Linked DNA regions of Sus scrofa: region 2 is linked to region 1. The links are chromatin contacts, called in public HiChIP or PLAC-seq maps. All regions are on one chromosome and are shown on one strand. The core of a region is the stretch at or near the end of the contact, and the rest is flanking DNA. Distances in the headings are between cores, read along the strand shown.

The links. HiChIP or PLAC-seq counts read pairs in DNA pulled down with a chosen protein or histone mark.
Region 2: an H3K27ac HiChIP or PLAC-seq map of alveolar macrophages shows a contact between it and region 1. The contact joins the promoter of RPS26 here to the enhancer-like site in region 1. A contact is called at or near these places in 1 of 5 promoter capture datasets (liver), 19 of 47 Hi-C or Micro-C datasets (alveolar macrophages, blood, brain and 12 more) and 2 of 2 datasets of contacts at active chromatin or transcription factors (alveolar macrophages and skeletal muscle).

Annotation. Positions count from the first base shown.
Region 1 is chr5:21,339,906-21,345,303 of Sscrofa11.1, reverse strand. It overlaps DGKA (diacylglycerol kinase alpha), which reads right to left. Exons shown (of 24, transcript NM_214032.2): 8 at 5,260-5,379; 9 at 5,033-5,147; 10 at 4,368-4,456; 11 at 4,118-4,237; 12 at 3,825-3,923; 13 at 3,569-3,652; 14 at 3,282-3,355; 15 at 3,070-3,144; 16 at 2,319-2,404; 17 at 2,138-2,227. Among named protein-coding and RNA genes, the nearest start is that of DGKA, 11 kb to the right of the region's middle. Within about 2 kb of position 4,118, at least 14 of the 83 cell types and tissues checked have an H3K27ac peak or open chromatin away from gene starts, as enhancers often do. A contact at or near this core is called in alveolar macrophages and retroperitoneal adipose tissue, where this site is marked.
Region 2 is chr5:21,428,319-21,433,280 of Sscrofa11.1, reverse strand. It overlaps RPS26 (ribosomal protein S26), which reads right to left and starts at 1,625. Exons shown (of 4, transcript NM_001097481.2): 1 at 1,599-1,625; 2 at 1,161-1,338; 3 at 1-61. The coding sequence starts at 1,601.

The DNA of each region.
Region 1 (5,398 bases), core at 2,869-5,368:
GAGCTGTAGCCGCCTGGCCTACGCCACAGCCACAGCAACTTCTGATCTGAGCCAAGTCTGTGACCTACACCACAGCTCACGGCAACGCCGGATCCCTAACCCACGGAGCAAGGCCAGGGATCAAACCCGCAACCTCATGGTTCTTAGTCGGATTCGTTAACCACTGAGCCATGACGGGAACTCCTGAAATAATATTTTAAATAAAGAGTAATTTATATTATATGCAAAGTACAATAAATTTTTTTCTTTTTTTTTTTCTTTTGCTTTTTAGGGCCGCACCCTCAGCATATGAGGTTCCCAGGCTAGGGGTCGAATCAGAGCTACAGCTGCCGGCCTTTGCCACAGCCACAGCAATGCCAGATCGGAGCTGCATCTGCCACCTATACCACAGCTCACTGGCAATGCAGGATCTCTGACCCACTGAGCAAGGCCAAGCATCGAACCTGCATCCTAATGGATACTAGTCAGATTTATTTCCACCACGCCATGATGGGAACTCCCCAATTTTTTTCTTTTAGTGAATTCATGAATTCAACAGTTTGCTGTGCTTCATGATTACACATTCAAATGCCTCAGTGGCTAGAAAGGTAAACTGAATGAGTAAATGGAAGCTGAGGGGATTGTGGTAAATTAAAGAATACTTGACTCATTTCCTAAAAATCGCCAAGGTAAACAAAAATGTAAAACACTGCAAGGCGAACAATACAGAAGCACACAAATTATTTCTGTAGGTTGTCAGCTTTTGACCTCTGGCAGGATAGACTTGGAAGCTCCTCAGCACAGCATTCACAACCTCCATAATCTGGACCCTGTGCAACCCAGTCCTCCTTCTTCCCATTGCCCAGGGTGCATCCAGCTGTGCGTCCCAGCCCTAATGAATGACACACTTTCCTTAGTGTACATGTTGTTTGGTGGTTCCTGTAGCCTCACAAAAATTCTTCAACCTGGAATACCTTTCATGCTCCTTAGCAGACCTCTCTTCCACAATCTCCTGCAAGATCTCAGAGCTGAACTCTGAATCCAAAAGCCTCAATTCTAAGACCATTTCAATCTCCCCTACAATGACTTCTTCTTCTTCTTTTTTTTTTTTTTTTTTTTTTGTCATTTCTTGGGCCGCTCCCACAGCATATGGAGGTTCCCAGGCTATGGGTGGAATCGGAGCTGCAGTTGCCAGCCTATGCACAGCTACAGCAACTCAGGATCCAAGCCGTGTCTGCGACCTACACCACAGCTCATGGCAACACCAGATCCTTAACCCACTGAGCAAGGCCAGGGACCAAACCCACAACCTCATGAGTCCCTAGTCGGATTCATTAACCACTGAGCCACGATGGGAACTCCACACAATGACTTTTCTTTTCTTTTTTTTGCTTTTAGAGAAGGGTTTTTATTTTTGTTTGTTTGTTTGTTTTTATGACTTCTTTATCTAATGATACCATCCCTCGACCTTCCTCTTTGAAAGGAAAGAGACTAGAAGTGGGAGCTCAGTTAGGAGTCTGTCACAACAGACTTGGGAAAAATTATGATGAATGAATGAATGACCCTTGATTACAGTTGACTCTTGAGTAACGCAGTGGGTTAATTCATGTTTAACTTAGAGTAGGCCCTCTGTAGCCATTGTTCCTCTGCATGCACGGACCCAACCAACTATGGACCGTATAGCCCTGTGGTATTTACCACTGAAAAATACCCACATATGAGTAGACTAGCTCAGTTCAAGCCCATGTTGTTCAAGGATCAACTGTGATTGGTTGAATAAATGAATGAATCATGGCCAAGCTCCCTGCTAACTCCATCACTCAGCATCTGGCTTCACTCTTATAAAACCTTCCTTATTCTCACATTGTCCTCTCCACCCCTATATTCTTTGATTCTCTGAGCCTTAAGACTCAGGAAGAAACAGAAGGATATTTTTAGGTTTATGGAGAAGAGGACTGTCACCCTTGACCCTTCCAGGTTCAGACGGTGGTCCTTGCTTTTTCCAAAGCTCTTTTTCCTTTGGGACAATCCACGTGTCTTTGTCTCTCTTCTCCACCGACCCTCTTTCTACACCAGATGCCTAGATGTCTTCTCTATGTGCCTGTCCCTTCCTGCCCAACTTCCCCATTCCCCAGGAAAACAATTTCTAAACACTTACCTCCTCCCCATCTTAGGCAACGAGCTAGATCATTTCCAGTGCCCAGGGGCAACACGGCAACAGGAGGCACAAAAGGCAAGTTGGCTTTGTCTGAGGAGGCAGGTGATGAGATGGATGGAGGAAATTAGCTCTGGAAGGCCACTGCCCCTGTGCCCTGCCCAGAGCCTCTCCCTGCACTGACCGATGGTCTCTAGGATCCAGCCTACTGTGCCATCTCCGCCACACACCAAAATCCGGTAATCAGGAACCTCTCTGAAGAATCTGAGCCTGAGACAAAAGGTGAGAGAGAAGATGAGGAAGGATAACAGGACTGAGGCTGCCCAACTCCTGCACAGGCAGAGTGCTTCCTGTCTCTCATTTCTTACAACCCCTATCCCTCCACACCCGCTTCTTTTTGTTTTTTAGGGCCGAACCTGCAGCTTATGTAAGTTTCCAGGCTAGGGGTCCAATCAGAGCTACAGCCACCCCCCTACACCAAGGCCACAGCAACGTGGGATCCAAGCTGCGTCTGCAATCTACACCACAGCTCACGGATCCTTAACCCACTGAGTGAGGCCAGGGATTGAACCCGCATCCTCATGGGTCCTAATCAGGTTTGTTAACCACTGAGCCATGAAGGGAACTCTTACAATCCCTTTTCCTTTTGTCAAAAGGCTTGTTTCTATTAAGGGTAGAGAAAAAAATACAATGGGGAAAACTATAGCCACTCAGTGGGGAGGGAGAAACTCGTATTTACATCCTTTGAGAGCAGAACAAAGATGAGCCAGAGTATTCAGAGATGGGGATAAGCAGTAAAAGCAGCCCTCTAAAGTCATTTCTTGGGCTGCCATAGCCCTCCCCTCCAAACATGCACTCTCTCCTACTCTCTTCCACCTTACGCAGATAGGCAGGGGCACAAAAACACTGAGATAGAGTCCCTAACCTCTACTTACCCTGGCTCAGGACCGTCCTTGAGGAGGTTGAACACTTGTCGAGGGTTTAGTAGATACTGGAATTTCCAAAGCACCCTACGTGGGGACAAAGGAGAGCTCATGGCAGGGAATGGATATTCTGTACCCCACTCTCTTGATGTCCTCCTCAGGGCATGTCCCCTCCATTACACATAGATTCCCAAACTCTGAAGACCCTGGACATGGCTTCGTACCTCTCCCCTTGCTTCCCGCCACTCTTGGGGTTGACAAAGACCAGAAGTGGGTGCGTGTTAGAAACGGGGTCAATCTGCATTGAGGGAAGAAAATAAGGAAAGCAAGATTTTGCCAGAGTGAGAGGGGCCCTGAAGACAGGGGCAGAGGGCTGGCATTCCCCCCACGAGGTTCTCCCTTCCTCTACCAGGGAGGGGCTTCTGGAGAGCAGGCCCCATTCCCCAAGTTTCCCACTTTATTCCCCCCCATGAGGTCCCCACCACAAAGCCCGAGCCTCTTAGCCCTGTACCCGCAGAGCCTCAGAGGTGCTCAAATTTAAATCATCTGTGGTCTTCTGGCTTGTTTTGCTAACTTTACGTTCCTGTCCAGAGGCCTGAGAAGGGAGGAGAGCAGAGAGAAGGGAAACTGCATTGTGTGACTCTATAAACAGTTCAGAGTCTGACTTGAATCCTAAAAATATAGGCTTTCGGCTCTAAATGACATTGTGGGTCCATGTGTAAATTGAGGAAACACTCCTGTCCCCAGCTGCTGCCCAAGGGTCTCACCAGGACACTGGGATAGATGGAAGATGGAGGCAGGATGTGATCACGGAGCAGCCCGCAGTCACACTCATGGCCCATGGCTGGTAGGCAGTCATCATGGATCTGAAAGACAAGGCAGGCACGGAGGGATCATGGAGGGAACCCCATCACCTCTTAACTTGGGGTCTGGTACTCAAAGAGTGGCGTCAGGAGCAGGGCAACTGTGGTGCAAGGGAGATGTGCTGGAGGAGGCCGGGAAAGCAGGCAGTTTAGGGAGGTCCCCAAAGCAAGGCTGGAGGGATAGCTCCAGAGCTGACCTCTAGGTGGCACCACACACAATGCAGCCCAACCAGACTGTGGTAGATCCGGATCTTTTTCTGACAGCGGTCGCAGCGCCCAGATTCACAGCCTCCTCGGACCCACACATGTGTTTGGACCTTAGGGAGAATGGCAGTCCCTTGTCTGAGAGGGTCTGAACAGAGACTTAGGGAAAGGCTGAGGGCAGCAGTGGGCTAAGGGCCAGGGCCAGGATGTGGGTGGTGATGGAATGGGCATGGGGTCACTCACACCAATGTCCTTCCGAGACTTGGCATAGGTGCTGACTTCACAGGGCAGGGCCTTCATGGCACACTGGTCATGAACAGTGTATTTACATACTGGGCAAGAGGGAAGAAGGTCAGAGTCTTAGGTGCAGCCCCTCCTCCTATTTCCTCCTTAACTGCGGCTAAGCAGAATCACTTACTGAAACAAGACCTCCAACCCCTGGCTGTGAGGGTGTGGTAAAGAGTTAAAATTTAGGGTGGGAGCTCACCTCGGAGACTTGTGCCTTTTGCTCACTCTTCCCCCTAAAAGAGCAATCTCTACCAAACACCCAACCCTACTCCATTCATATGACAGGAACTGAGCTGGACGATGTAAAGAAGGTTCAGATATAACAAGAACGATGACGACAAAAATAATAATAGCTAACTTTTATTGCAGACTTAAGAGTATATACATGCACTGCATGAAGCACCTTTCTTGCATCAACTTATTTAATGCTCACAGTTACTTCATTTTCAGCTGAACAAACTATGACTTAAAGAAGGTATGTGGCTTTCCTCAAGGTCACATAACTAGTCAGTGGCAGAGACCAGGATCCAAACCCAGGTGTCTCTAAGTTCTGAGTGCCGTGTTCCCCCAGATAGCCCGGCTGCCCTTCTGCTCCCACGCTCCCAGGCCCCATCACTCACGGTTACAGCTCAGCCCCTGTTTGCCAAGACCAATGCTCGACTCGCACAGGTTGCAGTAGACTGGTCGGGGGAACCTCTTGGGTCTCCACATGTGCTGCCCATTGTCCTTCAAGGTCTGGGAGGGCACAGCAGATGCTGGGGAGTGTCTAAGCCCTTAGAGGGCCAACCTCTGGCAAGCACAACCCAAGGCTACTGTTTTACCCATCCTCACCATCTCTCCTACTCACCATCTCCAGACCCAGCAACACGAGCAATGGCACAGTGGTGGCCCCAGCCCGGAGCCACTCAGCTAGGGAGACAGAGCCACTTCCATCATAGTCAATCTCTTTCATCATCTCCTGTAGAATCTGAGCAGAGAATGGGGGG
Region 2 (4,962 bases), core at 376-2,875, 90 kb before region 1:
CTGTGAATGGCACAACTCACGCAATAATGTAGTTTCACATACAGCTTGGGAAGCACATAGGCTAAGAAACAGAAAATTTAGAGGTATGATATCATGTATTGCACACCCACCTCACGCAGTTCTTTCTTGTTCATTCTATCAGGCAAAAGTAAACATACCCAGGAGTTCCCTGGTGGCCCCGCAGGTTAGGGACCTGGAATTGTCACTGCTATGGTGCAGGTTCAACCCCTGGCCTGGGAAGTTCTCAAGTTCGGTCATTTTTGGGGGGGGGGGGGAGTAAACAGGAGTTCCCGTCGTGGCTCAGTGATTAACGAATCCGACTAGGAACCATAAGGTTGAAGGTTCGATCCCTGCCCCCTCTCAGCGGGTTAACGATCCGGTGTTGCCGTGAGCTGTGGTGTAGGTTGCAGAAGCGGCTTGCATCCCGTGTTGCTGTGGCTCTGGCGAAGGCTGGCAGCTACAGCTCTGATTCGACCCCTAGCCTCCATACACCGCAGGAGCAGCCCAAGAAATGGCAAAGAAACAAAAACAAAAAAGTAAACAAACTCATTTAGGCATATCTACAAGATTTCACTCCAAAGAGCTACTATTCACTTTCTGACACCTAAAAACATAGTTTCACGAATAAACACCCCCTTACTAACCCATCCTGTCATCATGGGAATCAAATTCACACCACAGATGTTATACCACCAAGAATCTAGTTTCTTCAACAATCACATCAGCCCTAACACCGTCCAGGGCCCCCGCCTAAAAAAGCTCACTGTCTCTAAAAAGAAAAACGATTAAAACAACATCATATTGCTCCAAAGATCACCCTCGTGAACCTAAGTAGACATGCTTCCTTTCTTAAATGACTCAGTGAGCACTACCACAAAAAGGCTCCCTCCCCAGACACAGCTCAAAGTGGCAAACGCAGCAAAGATTCAATTCTCTTCTACCGACAACCTTAAAAACACAAGGAGATTGCTCGGACACTACTACGACAAAGCCTGTGCACCGCACGGGTTGGCGGGGAGAGGTGGTTTTAGGTCTTAAAGTATGTATGTACAGCTTTCGGCCTCATGTGGAAGTTCCTCGGCCAGGGATCGAATACGCGCCACAAAAAAATTACACTTCTTAAATATTAAGATACCGATTCGCCCCGGGAGCTCACTCACCATCGAAAACGCTCGCTTCGGAAATGTCCCTGACCGCCGCGGCCTCTACAATGTTCCGAATAACGAACTTCTTAATGGCCTTATCCTTGGGCACGCATCGGGCACAGTTGGTGCAGCGAATAGGCTGCACGTGGCCGCGGCCCTTTTTGGCACGGCCATTATTCCTTCTTTTCTTGGTCTGCATCAGGATGAAAACACCATTAAGAAGGGCTCGCAACTTACCCAGCCTTAGACCCCTTCCGGCCACATTTCCCGCCGGCAACCACCAGAAGAGCCACTCAGATCTCCAGTCCCTCCGCAAACCCCCCCAAGCCTGGAACAAACATATGCTCTTTCCATTCCTTCACCGTAGTCCAGGTTTTAAAACCCCCACAATCTCATCTGGCTCACACTCAGCCTTCACCCGGCCCCAATCGTTCACCACGCGCCATAACTCACCATCTTGGAAGCGAAGACGCGAGAGAGGAAGTGGCCAACGGCTCGGCTCTCTTATATAGTGCGAGATCCCTCCGCTCACGCCGAGGGATTCCTCCTAGACGGCTCCTGGACGCACGCCAAGGACGGCAATCACCTTTATTCAAATGTTATTTATTATTCAGCGTTTCTGCTGAAATCTATGGTAGAAAGGTGTTTCTCGAGTTTATTTTTCCGTGGCACAAAGTGACCAAGGGACTATTTAACCTGCTGGCGGAAGAAAATTACGGTTATGTGTTTCCCAGCAACCTTTGCAACACCTTACCCCGGACGTAATTCTGGGCATTTATCTGTATTTTGCGACGCAAGGCGGGGAAGTTGCCCGGCGCAAGACCGCTTGTCACACTGCCTATTAGAGGTCGGAGGGGAAGAGATGCATGGTGGGAGTTGTAGTGCGGAGTTGGCAGTCCCCAGGCCCCAAGCCCTTAAACGGAAGGCGACATCACTCCACCGGCCACTGGGGGACGCTCTCTGCTCGTTTCTTTGGTGCATGACAGAAAAGGAAGATGTTGGGGGCGGGAGGCTGGGGGAAGAATAAAACATGTTATTAGTTCCTCCTTCTAATACTGAGAAAACCCAGCAGGGAGGAGTCATGGACAAGTGCATCGGTGCTAGGGCTATTTCTCATTCACCTTTTTGTTCCTGGATCTTGCAAACATAGTGCCAGGCACTGTAGTAAGCACTGTATAAATATTAACTCAGTTAACCCTCAACAAGTCTACAAGGAAGCTTCTAATATTATCCTTACATTACATGGGAATTCCCTAGAGGTTCAGGGATCCCACGACAGATTGAAAAACTGAGGAGTAGAGAGGTTAAAACTGAGGTTGCCCAAAGTTACAGGGAGCTAGTAAGAGGTTTCTTGGCTCCACTGTACTATGCTTTCTCTTACCTAAGAAACAAATAAGTGGATGGAGGTATAAGTTGGACTGGTGACCTAAATGATTTGACTTACACTCCTAGTAAAAATATATTTTACTTTGGTACTCAATACATATACAAATACAAATACACACACACACACACAAAACTGAAACAAAAATTTCATGAAACAAAGCCCTTATGACATAAGGTGCGCTGGTATTTTCTATTTTATTTTAATAAGTGTTCATCAATTCCCATTAAGGTGATTTCACCACTCATTGATGACTCTGGCCTCCTATTGAAATGTACCTTGTTATTTATGTTTAAGTTCCATTTACCTCTTTTTTTTTTTTCTTTCTTTCTTTTTTTTTTTCTTTTTAGGGCTGCACCCAAGGCATATGGAAGTTCCCAGGATGGGGTTGAATCAGAGCTGCAGCTACTGGTCTACACCACAGCCACAGCAACACGAGATCCAAGACTCCTCTGCAACCTACACTGCAGCTCACGGCAATACTGGATCATTAAACCCACTGACAAGGACCAGAGATGGAACCTGAATCCTCCACGGTTACTAGTCGAATTCTTAACCTGCTGAGCCACAATGGAAACTCCTCCATTTACATCTGAAGAGCCTTCAGAAACTCTTAAGCTTGAGCAGGAATCGCTATACATGGGTAGCCAACCATTCAGTTGTCTCCAAAATTGAAGAAACTTGGGTGTCAGAAGGACCTCCCACTATTTAGACCCGAGCTGGTATAGATTGAGACCAATACTTCATTCATGAGTCATTCTGGAGTCTGACTACACCAGGTTCACTTTGCCTCCAACAACACATCATAGTTTCTGTTAATCTCTAACCCCCTTTATTGGGGTTAAAATAAATGTATTTTCTTTTCTTTTTTTTTTTTTTTTGGCTTTTTTTGCTATTTCTTTGGGCAGCTCCCGCGGCATATGGAGGTTCCCAGGCTAGGGGTTGAATCGGAGCTGTAGCCACCGGCCTACGCCAGACCCACAGCAACGAGGGATCCGAGCCGCGTCTGAAACCTACACCACAGCTCACGGCAACGCCGGATCGTTAACCCACTGAGCAAGGGCAGGGACGGAACCCGAAACCTCATGGTTCCTAGTCGGATTCGTTAATCACTGAGCCACGACGGGAACTCCCTAAAATTTATTTTCTAACTTTTTTTGGGTCATTTTTTTGCCATTTCTTGGGCTGCTCCTGTGGCATATGGAGATTCCCAGGCTAGGGGTTGAATCAGAGCTGTAGCCACCAGCCTACGCCAGAGCCACAGCAGCTCGCATCTGAGCCTCGTCTGCAACTCACACCACAGCTCACACATGGCAATGCCAGATTATTAACCCACTGAGCAAAGCCAGGGATCGAACCCGAAACCTCATGGTTCTTTGTTGGATTCATTAACCACTGCGCCACAACGAGAACTCCTTATTTTCTAACTTTTATTTTGGCTTTAAAACCACTATATTCATAGGCTATTTTGAGTTTCTGTTTGATAGTTTCAATGGGGCATGGAAAATGATAGATTCTAGATAGAAGTATCTCTAATTTTCACCTCGATATCATGGAAAATACAAGGCAGACAGTATCGTATGGAATGGCAATGAGGTAGATAGAATAGAAAAAAGTTCAGTGAAGGGGACAGAAAATAATTAATATTTAAGACAGAACAAAGTTAATGTTCCTATGTTGGCTTTTCTTTGGATTTTCATAGCCCAGAGGTTTTACTGGCTGGATTACTGGGATTAAGAGATAGACGCAGACTTTGGAGTAACATAGCATACTCTAGGTTCAAATCCACGTTCTGTCACTTACTGACTGATAAGTGTTGGATAAGTTACTTATTCTCTCTTGGGCTTTTATTTCTTCTCTAGTAGTGGTGAACTTTTTTTTTTTTTTTTTCTTTTTAGGGCCACACCCGCCGCATATGGAGTTTCCAGGCTAGGGGTCTAATCGGAGCTGTAACTGCTGGCCTACACCACAGCCACAGCAACACAGAATCCGAGCCTCATCTTCGCCCTACCCCACAGCTCACGGCAACACCAGATCCTTAACCCACTGAGCAAGGCCAAGTATCGAACCCACATCCTCATGGATCCTACTCAGGATTGTTAACTGCTGAGCCATGAAACGCTGAACATTTTTTTTCATAAGCTGTCTCTATACTTGACACAATGCTTGGCACTTATGAAATACTCAGAAAGTGGTATACCCTATGATCACCATCATTCCTGTCACTATGTCTTGTTTCTCCCCGGGCATACAGTGTGTTTTGCACTTAGAAAGTACTCAACAAATATATGATGAATCTCTGCTTTGGACAGATAGGCAGGGTACACTTTCTCTCCTATCCTGAAGGCACTCCTGGTGGGACTATCTCCACTTCCCAGTCCAGGTTTAACATTCTTCTGCTATTCTGCAGCAACAACTTGAGTTTTTTTTTTT